Regions from separate parts of the Mus musculus genome. Here regions 1, 2, 3, 4 and 6 are each linked to region 5. A link is a contact called in public HiCAR-type and promoter capture Hi-C data. All regions are on one chromosome and are shown on one strand. Each heading gives the region's core, a stretch centred on a gene start, on an enhancer-like site or on the middle of the called end of the contact. The rest is flanking DNA. Distances are from core to core; before and after follow the strand shown.

Evidence for each region. Promoter capture Hi-C pulls out the DNA fragments that hold promoters and counts their contacts. HiCAR-type assays count read pairs that join an accessible place to other places.
Region 1: a promoter capture Hi-C map of liver shows a contact between it and region 5, with 2.7 times the contacts expected there. The contact joins the promoter of Rps15 here to the promoter of Pip5k1c in region 5. A contact is called at or near these places in 4 of 39 promoter capture datasets (the C10 cell line, cranial neural crest, hippocampal neurons and 1 more), 1 of 484 Hi-C or Micro-C datasets (B cells), 2 of 115 datasets of contacts at active chromatin or transcription factors (bone marrow-derived macrophages and pancreatic cancer cells) and 1 of 9 other capture datasets (liver).
Region 2: a contact with region 5 is called in a promoter capture Hi-C map of neutrophils, with 5 times the contacts expected there. The contact joins the promoter of Elane here to the promoter of Pip5k1c in region 5. A contact is called at or near these places in 7 of 39 promoter capture datasets (the C10 cell line, embryonic stem cells, hematopoietic stem and progenitor cells and 3 more), 2 of 115 datasets of contacts at active chromatin or transcription factors (embryonic forebrain and microglia) and 2 of 9 other capture datasets (adipose tissue and liver).
Region 3: a contact with region 5 is called in a promoter capture Hi-C map of liver, with 8 times the contacts expected there. The contact joins the enhancer-like site here to the promoter of Pip5k1c in region 5. A contact is called at or near these places in 4 of 39 promoter capture datasets (hippocampal neurons, liver and pre-B cells), 2 of 115 datasets of contacts at active chromatin or transcription factors (astrocytes and double positive thymocytes) and 1 of 9 other capture datasets (pancreatic islet).
Region 4: a contact with region 5 is called in a HiCAR-type map of astrocytes, with 4 times the contacts expected there. The contact joins the promoter of Palm here to the promoter of Pip5k1c in region 5. A contact is called at or near these places in 6 of 39 promoter capture datasets (cranial neural crest, hematopoietic stem and progenitor cells, hippocampal neurons and 3 more), 3 of 115 datasets of contacts at active chromatin or transcription factors (astrocytes, embryonic stem cells and pancreatic cancer cells) and 1 of 9 other capture datasets (liver).
Region 6: a promoter capture Hi-C map of neutrophils shows a contact between it and region 5, with 5 times the contacts expected there. The contact joins the promoter of Ndufs7 here to the promoter of Pip5k1c in region 5. A contact is called at or near these places in 5 of 39 promoter capture datasets (cranial neural crest, liver, neutrophils and 1 more), 1 of 115 datasets of contacts at active chromatin or transcription factors (pancreatic cancer cells) and 1 of 9 other capture datasets (liver).

What each region holds. Positions count from the first base shown.
Region 1 is chr10:80,290,795-80,293,704 of GRCm38.p6, reverse strand. It overlaps Rps15 (ribosomal protein S15), which reads right to left and starts at 1,274. Exons shown (of 4, transcript NM_009091.2): 1 at 1,222-1,274; 2 at 845-930; 3 at 1-63. The coding sequence starts at 1,224.
Region 2 is chr10:79,884,584-79,887,576 of GRCm38.p6, reverse strand. Elane (elastase, neutrophil expressed) reads right to left here and starts at 1,265. Exons shown (of 5, transcript NM_015779.2): 1 at 1,179-1,265; 2 at 707-863; 3 at 453-594; 4 at 1-11. The coding sequence starts at 1,242.
Region 3 is chr10:80,128,231-80,131,312 of GRCm38.p6, reverse strand. Stk11 (serine/threonine kinase 11) reads right to left here. Exons shown (of 10, transcript NM_011492.5): 9 at 1,202-1,408; 10 at 634-1,057. The coding sequence ends at 1,215. Cbarp (calcium channel, voltage-dependent, beta subunit associated regulatory protein) reads left to right here. Exons shown (of 9, transcript NM_001195268.1): 9 at 1-879. The coding sequence ends at 25. Among named protein-coding and RNA genes, the nearest start is that of Cbarp, 7.6 kb to the left of the region's middle. Within about 2 kb of position 1,337, at least 5 of the 459 cell types and tissues checked have an H3K27ac peak or open chromatin away from gene starts, as enhancers often do. A contact at or near this core is called in liver, where this site is marked.
Region 4 is chr10:79,791,600-79,794,824 of GRCm38.p6, reverse strand. Palm (paralemmin) reads right to left here and starts at 1,253. Exons shown (of 9, transcript NM_023128.4): 1 at 1,085-1,253. The coding sequence starts at 1,089. It also overlaps a transcript of Prss57 not described here.
Region 5 is chr10:81,291,310-81,294,253 of GRCm38.p6, reverse strand. Pip5k1c (phosphatidylinositol-4-phosphate 5-kinase, type 1 gamma) reads right to left here and starts at 1,291. Exons shown (of 18, transcript NM_008844.3): 1 at 1,102-1,291. The coding sequence starts at 1,195. It also overlaps a transcript of Tjp3 not described here.
Region 6 is chr10:80,247,809-80,251,011 of GRCm38.p6, reverse strand. It overlaps Ndufs7 (NADH:ubiquinone oxidoreductase core subunit S7), which reads right to left and starts at 1,563. Exons shown (of 8, transcript NM_029272.4): 1 at 1,521-1,563. The coding sequence starts at 1,536. It overlaps n-TFgaa3 (a tRNA gene), which reads left to right and starts at 1,976; the gene lies at 1,976-2,048. n-TNgtt7 (a tRNA gene) reads right to left here and starts at 1,853; the gene lies at 1,780-1,853.

The sequences.
Region 1 (2,910 bases), core at 25-2,524, 1.0 Mb after region 5:
CGCCGAAGACCACGGTTCAGGCGCCTCCTCTGGCGGGCGCTGTACAGCTGCATCAGTTGCTCACTGTGGGAGAAGGGGGTGGTTTGGAGACCCGGGGACAGCATGCTGCGCCAGCACTGCTCCATTTCTTTCACACCCAGAAAGGAACATGCCGGGAGCTCACTAAAGACAAGTCCTCCATAGCACTGCCGTCAACCTTCAGGGCACAACCCTCTAAAATGAATCCACCAGCTTCCACAGGCAGTGACGTAAGCCGAGATCAAACCTTTTCCTTTGACAGCCCACCCAGACAAATTACCTATCCGTGGTTGATTTTCCCCAAGGTCACAGGGAGGCCTGTGAGCCCAGTCAGCGGGAGACTGAGGCAAGGTAGTTCTGTCTACATAAGACTGTCGAACACTGCACAACTGTAGCAGGGGCCGAGTTGAGGTCACAATCTAGAGCGCTTGCCTAGGAGGCTAGGACGCCCCGAGTTTGATGCTCTGCACCGTGATGGTGACCCAAACATTAGGGAGGTTGAGAGGATCAGGAGTTCGAGGAGAGCCTGGGCTACACGGGTCCCTTTTTTTTTTTCCGACTCAAGAGTTTCTCTGTGTAGCCCTGGCTGTCCTGGAACTCGCTCTGCAGACCAGGCTGGCCTCGAACTCAGAATTCCCCTGCCTCTGCCTCCCAAGTGCTGGGATTAAGTCGTGCGCCACCATTGCCCGGCACTCGAGACCCTTCCTTGCCTCTCCCATGTGACATGTGCAAAGGTTCTGGCTCTATTTCCAGCACCACCCACAGAAAAGGAAAATGTACAAACGGGCCAGCGACCCGGCGGGACTAAGGTGACGGGGCCTCTTACTAGGACATGTCGAGCAGTTGGTCGAGGTCTACGCCACGGTAGGTGAACTTGCGGAAGGTGCGCTTCTTCTTCTGCTCCACTTCGGCCTGCGTGAGCGCGAGTCGGGGTTAGCAGGGGCTCGGCAACCTTACCCGGGAGCCCAGGGACCTGAGCTGCGCGAGCCGCGCTCCTCTAAGCTACGGCGGACGGGCGAGGGGACACACAGCCCCGCGGCCGCCCGCAGCCATCCGGGCCCTTCCGCACCCGCCATCCGCAGTCTCCGGGCACCCGAGCACATCGCTACATCCCCAGGCAGCGAGTCCAGAGTCTTGCGAAAGGGCCCCGGGAGGATGGCGACGGATACCCGGGAGCACAGACCGCCGTGCACGAATACTCACCATCTTGGCGGTTACTCGGAAAAGGAAGTACGGGCTGCGCTTGCGCAGTTATCGCGAGCTCTGCCGGGAGGGCCCGCCTCCACCGCTCAACAGCTTCCGCTCTGCGGATACTCGCCATTGCCCCCCGCTGTCCGGAGGCCAGAGCAAAAGCGCCGCTACCCTCCGGAGGGGCGTGGCTCCCTTTGGGGTTTTTGTTAGTGTGTCTGTCTCTCTGTCCCTGGTTTTCTTTGTCTTCTCTGTCTCTGTGTTTCTGCCTCTCTCATGTACAAGGTCTCAAGCAGTGATTCTCAACCCGTGGGTCACAGCCTCTTTGGAGGTGGCATATCAGATATCCTGCATATCAGATATTTACAATTATGATTCCTAATAGCAAAATATATACATACATTTTTGGGGGAGACGGAGGTTCAAGACAGGGACTCTGTGTAGGCCTGGCTGTCCTGAAACTCGCTCTGTAGAACAGGCTGGCCAGAGGCTAATCCCAAGTGCTGGGATTAAAGGCGTGAGCTACCACCTCCAGGCTGTCTGCTTTTCTTGTGGGATGTGTGAGCCTACCACCTCAAAAGTGAGTGGTTAATTAGAAGACAACTTGGAGAGATCAGTGCTCTCTTTCCACCATCCTGGGACTTGGCTTTAGACTCCCTGACCCAGTGAGTGTTTCGTTTTATAATAAAATAGAAGCCAGGTGTGATGGCACAAGTCTTTGTCTTTTTTTTGTTTTGTTTTTTCGAGACAGGGTTTCTCTGTATAGCCCTGGCTGTCCTGGAACTCACTTTGTAGACCAGGCTGGCCTCTAACTCAGAAATCCACCTGCCTCTGCCTCCCAAGTGCTGGGATTAAAGGCGTGTGCCACCACGCCCGGCAAGTCTTTGTCTTTAATCCCAGCTCTTGGGCTACACAGAGAAACCCTATCTCAAAAAACGAAAAACCAGAGAGAGAGAGAGAGAGAGAGAGAGAGAGAGAGAATATGAATGAATGTTGGAAAGGAAGCCGCATTTTCTATTTTTGTTTTGTTTTGTTTTGTTTTTCAAGACAGGGTTTCTCTGTGTAGCCCTGGCTGTCCTGGAACTCAATCTGTAGACCAGGCTGGCCTTGAACTCAGAAATCCGCCTGCCTCTGCCTCCCAAATGCTGGGATTAAAGGTGTGCACCACCACGCCCAGCTCCAACATTTTCTCTCTTATCTAGTGTTGGGGGTTGGAAGGCTAGGAGGAAAAAGGTGGAGAAGGATGGAAGAAAAAGAAGCCCACGAAGTAGCAAAGTCCAGCAGAGGCACGTGTAGCACACAGAAGGCAGAGCGGTCTGTGAATTCCAGGCCAGCCAGGGATGCATAGAAAGACCATCCCTGTCTTTAAAGAGAGAGGAGAGGTAGGACAGTAGTGGCCAGGACAGCCAGGGCTGCATAGAGAAACATCATGTGAAAAAACCAAGCCGGGCATGGTGGCGCACGCCTTTAATTCCAGTACTCTGGAGGCAGAGGCAGGTGGATTTCTGAGTTTGAGGCCAGCCTGGTCTACAAAGTGAGTTCCAGGACAGCCAGGGCTATACAGAGAAACCCTGTCTCGAAAAACCAAAAAAAAAAAAAAAGAGAATACTCCCTTGGGCCGGGCGGTGGTGGCACACACCTTTAATCCCAGCTCTTGGGAGGCAGAGGCAGGCAGATTTCTGAGTTCAAGGCCAGCCTGGTCTA
Region 2 (2,993 bases), core at 16-2,515, 1.4 Mb after region 5:
GAGCCATTGAGCTACAGTGGAAGACACGGGGGGGGGGGGGGGGGGGAGGCATAGAACACCAAGAAGTCACAGAGCACAGTTTATAAGAACCCTCCCCACTTTCCTTAGTACCTGACCATCAAGTGGTGAAAAAATTTAAGAACTAGAGGAAGACGTGAGTATTTTCCAAGAGTTCCCCAAGCTTCAGGGTCAGTGTGTGGAAAGGCACAAATAAGAGTTTGTTGGTTGAATACTGCTCAGAGCTTTCTGTATATTATCTCATTTAAGCCTTCAACATTCAGCCCACAGAATAGTTAATTCTCCACTGTGCTGAGCTGGAAACAGGCTCAGAGGGTGATGACTGCAGTTGACCCAGTGTGTACCTGTCCTGCAGCCTGTTCTGCAGTGCACTCTCCCTAAGCTGACCTCGGGACCTTTGCACGAGGCTCAGGTTCCTGAACTGGCAGGCCCACCTGGATAATCACAATGTCGTTCAGCAGTTGTGATGGGTCAAAGCCATTCTCGAAGATCCGCTGCACAGAGAAGGTCTGTCGAGTGCGCTCCTGTCGCCGCAGGTCATGGGCTCCCAGCACTACCTGCACTGACCGGAAATTTCTAAGGGCAATGGAGAGGGAAGGAGAATTATTGGGAATGCCCACCTGACCTCTTGACCCCAGTCTGACCCGCATGGACATTGAGGGCTAAGAGGGGAAGGAAGGGGACTCACAGGCCGTTCACACAGTGGGCTGCTGACATGACGAAGTTCCTGGCAATGAGGGTGGCACCACAGAAATGACCTCCACGCCTCTGCAGGGATGCCATGAAGGGCCAAGCATGGGGCCGGGCCGGCCGGCCACCAACAATCTCTGAGGCCAGTGCTGGGCCTGAGAACACACAAAGAAGAGTGAGCCCTGAGCTGCTGGGGCCCTCAGTGAGAACTCACAAGGCTGGCTAGGGAAACTGAGGCAGAGAAAAGACAAGGGACCTAGCCCAGGTTGCCCTTAGACTTGAGACCCAGTGCCTTCACAGTAACCACCCTCAGGCTTAGAACCCCAGTTTCCTTAGAAACCCAGTTTCCTGATCGTGGCTTTGCCATTATAAACCTTCACATCTTTTCCTGGGGTCCTGGCAGATGTGCAAGTAGATGAAAGAGATGGACCAGAGGTCAGAAGGGTGGACATGTGTCTGTTTGCACTCACCACCCAGGAACAATGCCAGTAGCATGGCAGCCAGAGTCCGGCTGGATAGTCTGCCAAGGGCCATGGTGGGCTGTGTTCTCGCGGCTCCCCACATCCCTACCTAACAGCCATACTTATAGCTGGAACCAGAGGCCGTTGTATTGCCCCATCCTGGCCACAGCCCTACTTCCTCCCTGGGACACGACAGTGGGGGTGTCATGGAGAGATGTGTGCCCCTCAGGGTCTCCATGTCAGCATCATCCATGCTGCTGAATACCAATGAAAACTCAGCAGACATCCATCTTCTTTTTTTTTTTTTTTTTGGTTTTTTTCTTTTTGGTTTTTCGAGACAGGGTTTCTCTGTATAGCCCTGGCTGCCCTGAAACTCACTTTGTAGATCAGGCTGGCCTCGAACTCAGAAATCCACCTGCCTCTGCCTCCTTCTTTTCTTTTTTTTAAAAATGGGATCTCAAAAAAAAAAAAAAAAAAAAAAAAAAAGAGCCGGGCTTGGTAGCGCACACCTTTAATCCCAGCACTCGGGAGGCAGAGGCAGGCAGATTTCTGAGTTCGAGGCCAGCCTGGTCTACAAAGTGAGTTCCAGGCCAAGGCTATACAGAGAAACCCTGTCTTGAAAAACAAAAACAAAAAAACAAAAAAAAAACAAAAAACAAAAAAAACTTAGGGCCAGGTAGTGGTGGCATGTACCTTTAAAATCAGTACCAGCGAGGCAGAGGCAGAGGCAGGTGGAGCTCTGTGAGTTTGAGGCCAGCCTGGTCTACAGATCTAGTTCCAGGATAACCAGGGCTAGACAAAGAAACCCTATCTCAAAATTAAATAAGTAAATAAATATATAAACAAACAAACAAAATCTCACGTAGCCCAGGCTAGTCTCAAACCCTTAATCCCCCTGCTTCCACCTCGTGAGTGCTGGGATGATGGTGAGCACCTCCGTGCCCACTTGGTGCCCTAATCTACAACTTATATCTGAAGGCCAATCTCTCTGCCTCAGTTTACCTCAGGTATAGTAATAACAGCAACACATACCTATAAAAGAGTTTCTGTGTGTGTGCATGTGTGTGTGAATATATGTGTGCATGAGTGTGTGTGTAGCCAGACTTGCCTGGAACTCACAGAGATCCACCTGCCTCTGCCTCCTCAGTGCTGGGACTAAGGGTGTGAACATCTATTCCCAGGACAGTGGGTCTTTTTAACCTGGGGTTCAGGACTAGACAGCACATGGCAGCCAGCTCAGCCCCTAATTTATGGCTTGCTCCTCATGACACACGGTCCTGCCTGACCTTATCCAAGCCTGGCACCCATGAGAAGGAAGTGCTGTCCTCAGCAGTTGCCTGAGTGTGGTTGCTGTGTGAGACTGAGTAACTGCTAGATCCTTGGACTTCCATTCACAGCTGCGACTGAACCATTGTTGGGAATTGGGCTGCCGACTGTAAGTCATCAATAAATTCCTTTACTATCTAGAGACTATCCATAAGTTCTGTGACTCTAGAGAACCCTGACTAATACAGAAGTTGGTACCAGGAGTGGTTCTAGAGTAACAGAAGAACAAGGATGAATCTTTTAAAATACTGGAATTGGCTTGTTGATCCACCAGCACAATCTGGAACCACACAAGGGGTGTACTCTTCTCCCATAATAGAAACAGGACCTGGGGCCCAGCCCCCACTCTGTGGTAAGCTCCCCCTCCTGTCTCTCCCAGGAGCCACAGCCAAGGCTGTTGCAAAACCAACGTCCCATCTCCAGGACGGGGCATGGGGCACGGGGCTGGGTGAAATCCAACTGACTTGAGCAGGTGGGCAGGATGCCAGGGCCCAACAC
Region 3 (3,082 bases), core at 88-2,587, 1.2 Mb after region 5:
ATCCCCTGACCACAGCCCGGCCTAAGCTCTGTACTGGACCTGCCTCTCTGCTGCTTCTCCGGCAGCACATGGGGCTGCTGTGGGAATGGTGGCAACAGCGGGAGCAACCTGAGGTGGCCGTGCATGGGTACACGGCCCCCAAATCCCAAGTGTGCACATATAGTGTCCCCTGGGCACTTAGCGCAGTGGCCTCCGGAAGCAAGAGGCTCCAGGACCCAGGCTCAACTGCAGGGAGGATGACGAGACTGGACTCTCCGGTCCATATATGGTTGACCCCAGCACCCAGCCTCTGGCCACAGATGCTGGTGGAGCAGGTTCTGAGGTGCATGTGCAGCCTCCCTCCAGGATCAGCTGACCCTCCACTCGTGAGCACTGGCAGGCAGTAACACTGCCTGCCACTGTGTGAGCGAACCTACTGGAGGTGAAGTGACTGTGGGGCACTGAGGATCAGAGAGGAGCTCGCCGCCCCATATTCTGAGTTGATTTACCCTGTCCATGGTATGCGCTCTACCTTTCCTCTCTGAGCAATAACCGACCGCGCCTGCTCTCTGCATGTGCACAGGCTCCCCGTCTCATTCCTCCCCGAGAGCCTTGGGCTTTGGACACAACGGACAGAACAGCCCAGGTGGCAGCTTCAAGTTTCCCAAGCTTTATTTATTGCCAAAAGATAGGGCAGACTCGCTGTGAGTGCCTGCCCACTCCCTGCCCTGCGCCCTCTGTGGTTGGTCGTGTTGTCTGGTTAATCATAAATGTCTCTGCATATTTGTTTGCTCTGGGTTTTCTCTGCAGGCCACCCTGTGCCCCGCCTGCTCCATATTTCCAAACACCCTCATAGCCATAGCTCAAATCCACCTGTTTTATTAAAAAAAAAGAAACCAACCCAAAGACAGCGAGGCTCGCAGGGCGGCATGCAGGCAAGGCCGGCCAGTGGTCTCGACATAAAGTGCTTCTGGGGCAGCAGGTCCGCCCTCGGCTCCAACGTCCCGAAGTGAGTGGACAGGCAGGCCTGGAAAACCCAGCCTTGCAGGGACACCTGCCCAGAGATCCTGATGACACACTGTTGGTAGAATGGGTGGTCACTTAGTACCACCTCAACCACCAGACCTTCCCCCTTGCAGCACTGCCCTACGGGAAGGAGCTAGGAGCCCAGCAGACACCCACTGTGAACACCAGGGATGGCTGGACCCAGGCCCATGCCCACCTGTAGGCCTCAGTCACTGCTGCTTGCAGGCCGAGAGCCGGCGGATCTTGTTGCTGGAGCACACCTTGCGCGCAGGGTTGGCGGTGCCAGGTCGGCCTTCTGGCTTCACCTTGCTGCTGAGCTGGGGCTCTGTGCCATTCACACAAACAGCCTTGGGCAAACTGTGGCTCTGTCCATTCTGACCCACTTCCTCTTCCAGGACCTGTCCTACGGGAAGATGGCAAGCATAGCTTGAGCCAAGGGGCAGGTAGCTCAAAGCCCCAGGGCCCAGCCAGCCCCAACTGTGACAGAGGCTGGTCGGAGGTGCTCTAGCCTCTGGTGCCACCCACCCCTCAGTAGCTCCAAAGGCAAGCAGGCCCACTGCCTTCACAGTGCTATGCCCTGGCCCTCCTGCAGCATGCCCACGCTCACCTGCCTGTCTAGCCTGGGCAGCCCAGCACCAGCTCACAGAGCTCTCCAAGGGAGAGGCTCTAGACCCTCAGTACAGGCACAAGGAGATGAAGCATTCGGCCTGGGAGCTACTAGCTGCGATGAGCACCGGGAAGGAGATCATCCAGCTGAGGGCTGCAGACCAGCTTGCTCTGTTGGCCTGCCCTCGCAGTGGGACAAAAGATGGCCTCTCCTGAAGCTTCCCAGGCTCCAGAGGTCAGTGTCTACATGTAACTCCACAGTCCAGTGCTTGGCAATGCGGCTGTGGAACCCAGCACACAGCCCACTGCCCACGCTCCTGGATCCAGAATTTCTCTCCCAAACCCTCTGACTTGGCCACACTAGCAGCACCCACTCTGGCTCACTCTGCATGGGACTGAGGCTTGAGGTCAGGTGGACTCTGAGAAAGCATCTGTCCCCTCCTCCACACAAGGCACTGAGTAGAAAGCCCCTGTCCTGTTGCTGCAGAGTCCGACCCTCATGCCAAGTACAGAGGGATCAGGCTATCCTCAGAGCACGGTCACTTCACTCTGTGCAACACTACCCCATTTGACAAATGGGCTCCATGGCCAACCAGTGTCCCCAGACCCTTGCCTTCCTTCAAACCACAGCAGCCTTAAGGGTCCCTCATGCAACCAGCACCTAAGTACATCTTCTCCCCAGCAGAGAAACCAGCTCTCAGCCAGGAGCCCAGCCTGTGGGACAGTCTAGACAAGGGCTCCACGTGACAGAGTAGAAGACACTATTCCCACATAGGGATGCTTTAAACCTTAGAAAGGGCTGTGGCCAAGGCCCATACTGGACATCAGGTGTATACCTGTCCTTGTGGATTCCACCTGGCACCCAGCGGGCACTGCTATTAGAACTCTCAATTGCTACAGGAGACACAGTAGCCCAAGGTCCTTACCCTCCCACCAAAGCTATTTGAAAGGCCAGGAGCTAAGTGGGACTGGCATGCAGGCCACAGGAACAAAGGCCCCAAGAGCCCCTGGCTGGTGGCCACCCTGGCACTGAGGACCTAGCTCAGGCCTTGGACCCAGGCATGTTCTCTGAAACCCTGGTGGGGAGCCTGTCAGGGTAGTGACAGGAGGGAAGTCGCGGCAAGCATCCACCTGCAGACACAGTGGACAAAGCTTTATGGAGGACATGGGTGGGGCAGCAGACAGGGAGCTACACTAAAGCCCCAAACCCCTCCTCGGGCTCCTCTCCAGGAAGGCCTGCGCCCTGGCTCTTCCACATGCATGTGTCGCATGCATCCTCGCTAAGCCCTGCCTCGGCCGCCTCCTCGACACCTGGGGAAGAAGGCGATATAAGGTCAGGCATGGCCAGGACCGAGGGCCACTGGACCCTCCCTCAGGTGGCTGTCTCAGGGCCCCTACCCACTGCCCTCCAGGGTTCCCCTCCTCCTGCTAGATGCAGCCAGGGAGCCCTTCATCTAGCCCAGAGTGAAAT
Region 4 (3,225 bases), core at 4-2,503, 1.5 Mb after region 5:
TGGCCAGGGAAGGATGTGACAGCTCCCACCCATCGGAGGGTGTGGCGGGTCACGGGTTAATCCCAAGAGGAAAGTTGTCTTGCACAAAACACACCCAGAGAGGGAAGGGCAGGGGGAGCGGTCACCAGCCAAGTCGGGCTGGCCAGACTGCTCTGTCCCAGCCCTGGCTTCGGTAAGGACAGGCTCCCTGTGTGGGATGCCCCAAGACACCAAGCAGGCAGATTTGTGACCTAGAAGATGTTTTCCTACCACCAGGCTTGTCAAGCACCCCTAGACCACCTATCTTTCCCACCTGTGGGAGTAAGGGGCTTGGGGGACACCCTCACGTTGCCCAGAGCGGGCTGCATGCCTGAACGGGCCCCGGTGCGTATGAAATCTTCCACTGCCCATCGCTTCGCAAACCCACACAAACAGACCCCAGCTCACTCAGACTAGGTTTGGGGACTGGGTTCCACCATCATTTTCAACCTCAGTCAGCCACTCCTTTGAGTCACACCATCTGGTCCCCGCTTTTTCTGGGAAGGGGGAGGGGATACTCTTAGAGGGAAAGGGGGAAATCTGATTAAAGCTTCTGTCAGGGAACCGCCCGCCTAGCTCTCCACAGAAATCTACCTCTCCAGCCAGTGGCAACTCAGGACATCTAAGGGGTCGGAATTGGTTTGGCCAAGAGGCTGCGGACCCAGAAGAGGCCACGAGGAGGGCAGAGCGCAGGAAGGACCGACAGAAGCGCCAGGAGCAGCAAGCCGAAGCTGGGGGAGGGGAAGCGGGGAGCACCCAGCCTCTTGAGTAAGGGTCCCATTACTTCCGAAGTCCCGCAGCCTCTTGGGGGGGGGGCGCCCACCCACAGGTGGCCCAGCTTGGATAAAGGGTCTTGCGCGCGCGTGGGCCTCTCTCCTTTGCATCCTGCAAGAGATGTGTGGTGCAACCCAGGTGCCCCCCCCTCCAGCTTGATTGGGGACCAGGCCTGGAGTGCGCGGCCCAGCTCGATCCTTCCCTTTTGCAGCTGGGCACGGTCTCCCCGCGTCGCCTCTAGGTTCCCCGTTGGGGGCCTGGGGCGTCAGAGCGCGCGCGGCCGGGTACTCACTCCATCTCCCGCGAGGTCCGTGGGCGGTGCAGCGCGGGGCAGGGCCGACTCTAGGGCCTGGCGGCCGGGGCTGTGCGGCGCGGGGGCGGCACCGGGGCGGGCATCGTCCCCAGCGCGCCGGGTATTGTCCGGGCGCGGCCGGGTGGGCTCGTGTGCGCGCCGCCTCTGCGCGTTCCCTGTATCCCTCGCGCCCGCGCGCGCCTCCTGCTGGCCGCAGACGCTCCGCACCGCGCAGCTGCACCCCAAAACGTCGCAGAGATCCCGGACCCAGTCACCCTGAGTTCTCCATGGAATGAAAGGAGTCCTGATATAGTTTAGGGCCCCAAGTCGGACCCCCGACCCGCGAGAGAGCCACAGCAGCAGCTCTTGAGGGGGTTCAGTTCCTGCACGAGGCCCAGCCTGGGCCAATGGCTGGATATGGTTTACTGAACTCAGGAGTTTAGTCAGCCCTGTGATGCTGCCAGACTGAGCAAAGGGGTATTGGGTGAACTTAGACTTTGTTCCCAGGGCACTGGAGAGCCACAGTAAGAAAGACATAGGGCCTGTCTCCCTCAGAGAGTGCACCATGTGACTTTCTGCCTGGACTGCAGCTCCTTGGCCTTAGACACTCACTGGGCCTTGGGGCAGCGCAGGGAGAGTGAGTCACAAAATTCGCTTCTCTGATAGAGTCGTTGTCCTTTGGTTTGGTTTTGGAGACTGTATGCTCACTTTGTGTGCACGTGGAGGTCCCAGGACATCTTCCACTGCCTTCCTGCCAAGCCACCCACTTTCCCTTGGACTTCTTTTGAAATTATGTAGACTAATATGTAGACTAGGCTGTCCTGAAAGTACCCACTGCCTTAGCCAGGCCTGCACCACCACACCTATCTTCCCTGGGTTTGGATCTGGGCTCACCGGTATAGTGGTGTGTGATTCTGTGTCTGTTTCTCAGCCTTTTCACCTCTCTGCCCATCCCACCTCCTCAGATGCTAGAGGGCTAACGGTGTCGTCTCACCTGGACACACTGAGGGTCAGGCGAACTTTTCAGATAAAAGGCCAGATAGTAAACACTGCCAGCATTGTTGGCCAGGTGGTTTGTGTTGCAAGGACAGTACACTTATCATGAACACCAGAGGAGCTGGAGGAGATCTGTGAAGTGGTTCTGTGTCAATAAAACTTTATCAACATTGATGGGCTCTATGCTGTGTGTCAATAAAACTTTACTGACAAAGACAGGCTGAATGCTATATTTTGCTGAGCCTGCATTATTAGATGCTCAGACTGACAGCTGGTATCTTCCATGTTCCTGGACCACTGTCTTTTCAGTCAAAAGAGAATGACTGAGTTCTTACTGTATGCTCTGGGGATTCAGGACACTATCTTTGTCTCCTAAGCAAGTGAGTTAAGATTTAGGGCTGGTGAGATGGCTCAGTGGGTAAGAGCACCCGACTGCTCTTCTGAAGGTCAGGAGTTCAAATCCCAGCAACCACATGGTGGCTTACAACCATCCGAAACAAGATCTGACTCCCTCTTCTGGAGTGTCTGAGGACAGCTACAGTGTACTTACATATAATAAATAAATAAATCTTTAAAAAAAAAAAAAGATTTGAAGTGCTGGGCTGGAGCAATGGCTCAGTAGTTAAAACTGCTCTTCCAGAGGTCTTGAGTTCAATTCCCAGCAACCACATGGTGGCTCACAACTATCTGTAATGGGATCTGACGCCCTCTTCTGGTGTGTCTGAAGACAGTGACAATGTACTCACATAGGTAAAATAAATAAATCTTTAAAAAAATATTTAAAGAATTATTTATTTTAAAAAGAAGATTTGAAGCGTTTTCTGTGCAAGCAGTGGTCTGTGTTTAATCCCTACCCACATGGTGGCATGCTCAACATGGTGGTAAGCTCAACACTGGGGAAGGGGAGACACAAGCATTCTGGGGTTCCCTGGCCATCCGTCATAGCACAAGGCAAGTTTGAGGCCAGGGAGAGATCCTGCCCTAGAAAATCAGATAGATGGTAAGGAAGGAGAGCTGGGGCTGCTCTCCATGCCCCACTCGCATGTGCTTACACTGCACACAGAACATGCATACAAGCAAAATCAAGTATTAAAAAGTAAGGGATGCTGGAGTTGGGCATGGTGACACATGCCGAGTCTCCCTGA
Region 5 (2,944 bases), core at 42-2,541:
CCCAATGGCATAGAAAAAAAAAGCTGAGCGCCTGGGGTTGAAGACCCCTGGCTCCCTGGCTCCTCCTTCCCTCCTGGTCTTCCATGAGGACAGCGAGGGAGAACCTTGGAAGCCTAAGTGAGCCCACAGAGACCTAACTCAGCTGTCAGCCACAGAGCACTACTGAGGGAGCCTAGAGTTCTGTGAATCCAGAAAGTTCCTGTGACCTCCATGGAGAAGGGAGTGTTCTGTTCTCTTTCAGCTGTGCATCCCGACCGCCCTGCATACAGACTGCAAACCCAGAGATGCTGCTCTTGACAAGGAAGGGGACACCAGGAAGCTGGGTGGCCCCACAGGGTCCAGGGAGAAGGGACTGGGAGGTTGGGGGATTGACGGGTCATCTGCTCACCCAGCCAGGACAGAGAAGACACCTCAACATCATTCCTTTATCCTTCCCCAGCCCGAATTTTAGAGGGAGGTAAACTGAGGCCAACATATCGGTGATCAGTGATGTGTAGCAGGGAGGGACCAGAAGGTGACAGTTGCAAGATTGACAGCCCAGCAAAGGGGGTCGCATGGAGGACACACTCGCCCTTCTTTGCCAGGCAGTGTCCGCAAGTGGGGTCCCCCATTAGAATGAGGGTGCTCCAGCATTCCCACACACTGTGGAGAAGCCACTCGCCACACACTCAAAGGGGCAGATATGACTTGCTTGTCTCTATCCCCTGCAGCAAGAAAACGGGTTCCCTCTATCTCCAAACCGGAGGACCGCTTCACTGCTACCGCATGCATCTAAAAGAGGCTCGCTGCATGCACACGCTGCCAGGATAAAGAGCCGCACCCACGCCCGCCTGCAGCTCCACCGTGTCACCCAAGGACCCTAAAATGGGCCGAGCGCTGCAAGCCCCGCATCCCCGGGTGGGGCGGTGCAGCCTCCCCGGCCGGAACGCTGATGCCCCCTCCCCCGCACACGCAATGGGAGAGCGCGTGAACCCCCGTGCCGCGCTTGAGAATGGATCAGCCCGGCAGGCCGCACCGCAGCGCGAAGCAGGCGGTCGAGACCACGCGCCACGGCGGGGGAGAGGGGCGAGCCCATCGCAACGACCAGGGGGATCGCATTACCTGCCGCCGCCCCACTCTCCGCAGACCAGGCCGCTTCCGCCGTCACGGCCCCCGCTTCGGCGCTCTCCGCCTCGTCCGGCACCTCTAGCTCCATGGCCGAACGCTCCGGCGGCGGCGGCGGGCCCGAGGATGCACCCGAGCTCGGCCGCCGCCGCTGAACAACAAGCGCCGCCTGCACTACAGGGCGGAGGGAGGGGGCGGGGCCCGGGCGGAGCCTGGCGTCGACGCGAAGCTCCTAACCAATTGGATATAAGGACTGGGCTTAGGGCGGCACACACTCAAGGGAGTTGCGAGCGCCCTCCGGCGTCCGGTGCAGGAAGAAACGTGTTCACGTGCGGTATGGGGGCGGAAGGCGGGGCCTCAGCAAAGTGAGGAACCTGACCAATTAGGTAGCAGGGGTGGAGCTAAAGTGAAGTACGACTCACCAGCGCCTCCAAGCGTCCATAGAGGGATGAACAGACCAGCTCAAACAAACCAGAGCGTCTGCAGGGGACCGAGATGGGGCGTGGTCTAGAGTCTACTACAGCCAATCGGATATCAAGGGGCAGAGCCTAGACATGAGGCTCAGGGGCACCCTAGGCGGACACTACACGGAGGCAGAGGCAAGCTAATCTAAGACTAGCCTGGTCTACATAGCAAGTTCCAGCCTAGCCAGGGCTACATAGGTGGGACCCTATCTTTGAAAAAACAAAACCCCAAAACTAAAACCAACAAAAAACCCACAACTGGGCAGTGGTGGCACACAGCTTTAATCCCAGCACTCTGGAGGCAGAGGCAGGTGCATCTCCAAGTTTGAGGCCAGCCTAGTCTACGAGATCCAAGAACTCAGAAATCCTCCTGCCTCTGCCTCCCCAGTGCTGGGTCTGAGTTATCCTCAGCTATATATTGATTTAAAGAGACCAACCTGGGCTATAGGAGTGTGGGCGTTAAAGAAATTTATTACATATATTAGAAGTGTATTTTACTACTGTCATTTTATCGCTTTACAACATAAGTTATCAATAAAAATAAGCATATGTCATATTGCAAAATAATAAGATGTATGTAATATATATTGTTTGTTGTGTTTTTGAGACAGACACTCCAGTCTGAGCTTCCTCCTTGCTAGGACAGGCGTGGACCATCCGTTAAGACAATTGCATCAGAAAGAGCGCTTTGGTGTGTGGTGTGGACAGAACTTGACTTAAGCCTGGGCTTCCAAAGTGTGGTCACTGGAGCCCAGTAACAGCACCTTCTGAAAGCGGGTTAGAAGCCTGAATCTGAAGTCTTCTTGCCGCAGGAACTAAGATGGGGTCACCAACTCCTCCAGCGATATGGACACCTGATAAAAGCTGAGATCTCTTTGGGCATCACAGGAAGGAACTAGGTCAGGAGTGCTCGAATTAAGAGGAAGCAAAGTTCAAAAAAAAAAAAAAAACCAAAAAACCAAAAATAAAGTCTGAAACTGGAAAGTCACAAGGGGTCAGGTGTACAGACAGGGAAGTCAATGCCAATAGAGTAGATAATGATCTTGGGTGTGGCTAAAAGGTGTGGTATGGCCTACAATTCCCCAGTGAGGGGGCTGGGGACGTAGTCAGGGGTGGAGTTCCCGCCTAGAATCCCATAGTAATGAGCTGGGCTGTGGCTCCATGAGAGTTTTGATTATTCCAGTGTCCCCCCTTGTGATGAAAGCTGGAAGCTTGACAGCGGGTAAGTTGCAGCGCGAGGCACAGCCCATTCATCCCGTAGGATGCTCAGTGTTTTGTGAGCACCTACTCTGTGGTGTAGATGCTGTGGGGTGCAGGGCTAGCTAGGCCTCTCTGGGTACTCAGGGGTTAAGGCCTGTCTGGCCACGTGAGAGCAC
Region 6 (3,203 bases), core at 314-2,813, 1.0 Mb after region 5:
GCAGCTAGGACTGCATGAAGCACAAGTCTGGCTCAGACCAGATTTCTGTGCTGTCATGCTGGGAATGAAATGTGGGGCCCTGAACACATTCAGTGAATGTTTTAACACTGGACCACATCTCCAGGCCTCCTCCTCTTCCTGCCTTTTAAAATGGTATTACTATGTATCCATGGCCGGCCTGGAACTCCCAGAAATCTTAGTGCCCTTCTTTTGAAGCAGGGATCCAGTATAGCCCAGGCTAGGCTCATCCTGCCTCAGCGTCCCAAGGGATGGGATCACAGCTGTACAGTACAATGCCTTACAGCAAACATCCTCCTTGTTGTCTCTAAGGTGTTAGTTTCTCCTTCAAATAGGACCACAGTAAGGTCTATTAACTGTCACCAGCAAGATCACAGCTGAGCCTGAGTGAATTCAGGCGCCAGCAGTCAACACCACGAATCACCAAGCCCTCCACTCTTCAAGGGGGCTACATCACAGCTGGGCTGGGTACAGTGGTGGGGTCTGTAACCCCAGCAATGAGAGACTGTAGCAGGAACATGAGTTTGATATGACTCTAGGCCACACAGGAAGACCCTATCTTTAAAAGAAAAAATAATGTTGGGTATAGTAGTAAGTCTGTCATCCTAGTATTTGGGGTCAGAGCCTGGAGGATCAGGAGTTCAAAGTCAGCCTCTTATACATGAGATCCTGTCTCCAAAGCAGGCATTTGGGGCTGGAGTTGTGTTGGCAGAGTCCCTGCCTGGCATGCACCAAGCTCTTAGTTCCATCCCTGGTGCTGTATAAATGGGCTTGACTGTGCACACCTGCCATCCCAGCATTAGCAGTGAAGGCATTCGGATGAAGCCTTCAAGATCACCCACAGTATAGAGTTTGAGCTAGGACCCATCAGACACTGTCTCAAAGCAACAACAAAACACAGAAGGAGTTAGACCCGACTTCCTGAGTTCTCCCACTCCTTATGTTAACACTGCAACCTGCTAGGCGATGGGAGGTTCCACTTAGCAACTGTCGCTCACGTCTACCAAACTGCACAGGTGTTTAATCCCTGTACATAAAGAGAAAGACACCAAAGCTTTGGCAGGGAAACTAAGACATCTGCTCTAGAGGCCCTTGCTAGCTGTCCAGGTTGGGGATGAGATGGAAAGAGCCACCGGGTGGGTGGCCTAAGTGTCCTGGGCCTCTCCCCTGTCCCACTCTGTGCTTCGGGGACATCAGCCGGGTTTCTGCAGTCAGCTTCCTGAGGTTGGAAGATACACAGGCCTCAGCGTTCCCGACTATAATCAGGGACGATAGCAGGAGGCCTGCAACTTGCTATGTAGACCATGCAGAACTGTGTAACGTGAATTCAAACATGCTTCGGCCTAATGCTAGACACCGACATTACCGAGGGCTGGGATCTGACCTATAGGTCTCTACGGTCCCAACGCCTCTCAACACTAGGCTTGGGCTCCAAGGTCCCCGCAGCGCCAGCTCGGAGCCCAGGACTACGCCACTCTCCCGACCGCAAGGGCTTCACTCACCCGCCAGCGCCGCCATCTTGGCCTCGGCCTTCAGACAACCTCTGCGGTCCGTCCTCCAAAGAGTTCCGGTTCTAGTCCAACGCCCAAATAGACACCAGCGGAAACCCGCACCACAAGCCGAGTGGTTCTGACCCGCTTTATACCTGTGGTCGCGTCCGCGCAGAGTGCGCCACGGTCGTCCTGTGACAAACAGGAAACAGCGACAAAATAAAGAACTTCCACTTTATTCAGTATTAGGGAATGAAAAAGTCGCTGTGGTCGTCCCTGGGTGGGCTCGAACCACCAACCTTTCGGTTAACAGCCGAACGCGCTAACCGATTGCGCCACAGAGACGACATTAGTCAGCTGCTTATAGTATAACCCTACAAGGTTTGACAGACAAATTGTGAAGTGCGCTTGCGCGCTAAAGCAATGGCACGGGGCGGAGGGAGGGTGTTACCGACAAACAGCGCGTCGCCGAAATAGCTCAGTTGGGAGAGCGTTAGACTGAAGATCTAAAGGTCCCTGGTTCGATCCCGGGTTTCGGCAAGTGTTTTTAACTCATTGATGAACCTGTCTTCCGTTTTTGAGATTTTTGATTCGTTTTGAACCACAGTCTTGAATTAGTCCAATCCAATGTTGAACTTTTACGTTCTATTTACATATTAGCAATCAGTCCTGCATTCTTCCAATTAATAGGTCTAAAGCCATTACTGACTATGAAATGTAAAAGTATCGGGGTGAATTGTTTACACACCTGTCAGACTAGCACCCCAGAGAAGCAGGAGGATGTGTACGAGGACAAGTTCTTCCTCTCAAAAAGCCAAAATTATTATTGTTGTTGGTAATGATGTTGTTAAGTAACTTTTTTTTTTTTTTCTTTTTTGGTTTTTCGAGACAGGGTTTCTCTGTATAGTCCTGGCTGTCCTGGAACTCACTCTGTAAACCAGGCTGGCCTTGAACTCAGAAATTCACCTGCCTCTGCCTCCCAAAGGTAACATTTTTTTAAAATGGCTCAGCAGAGCATTGGTTCCTCTTTCAAAAGAATGGGAATTCAATTCCCAGCATCCCATAACCTTCTAAAACTCCAATTCATGGGTCTCTGATGGCTCTTTTGATCTCTCCAGGCACCAGGCATGCATGCAGTCAAAACACCCACACATAAAATAATAAAGTAAAATGAATAAATGTAGGTGGTTAGTGAGCACTCTCTCCTATCACGCAGAAGACCCTGGTTCCACCTCGGCACCACATAAACAAGGCATGTGTGGCGTGCCTGTCATTCCAGCCCTGGGGAGGTTGAGGCAGGAGAGTTAGGAGTCCTTGGCTAGACAGCAAACTCAAGGCCAACCATGATAATGAGAATGATAAAGGTCTGAACTGGTTCAGTGGATAAAAGCAGTTGACTGCTGCTAGACCTGAGTTAGATCTCTAGATCCCACAAGGTGGCAGGAGAGAACTGGAGTCCGAAAGTTGTCCCAGGCATGGGTACCAATGGCTCATGCTGCACATTTGCATGAGCACACACACTCGCAGACACACACACACATGAGCACGCACACACACATTATCCCTGCCTCTTATTTCCAGAGCGCTTGGCTTGGCATTAAGGGATGGGAGGTGGCTGTCATTTGGTAGAAAGTCAGTAACGCCTGGGCAGGAGTCTCATTTTCCCCATTTGTAAACTGAATAGAATCATATACA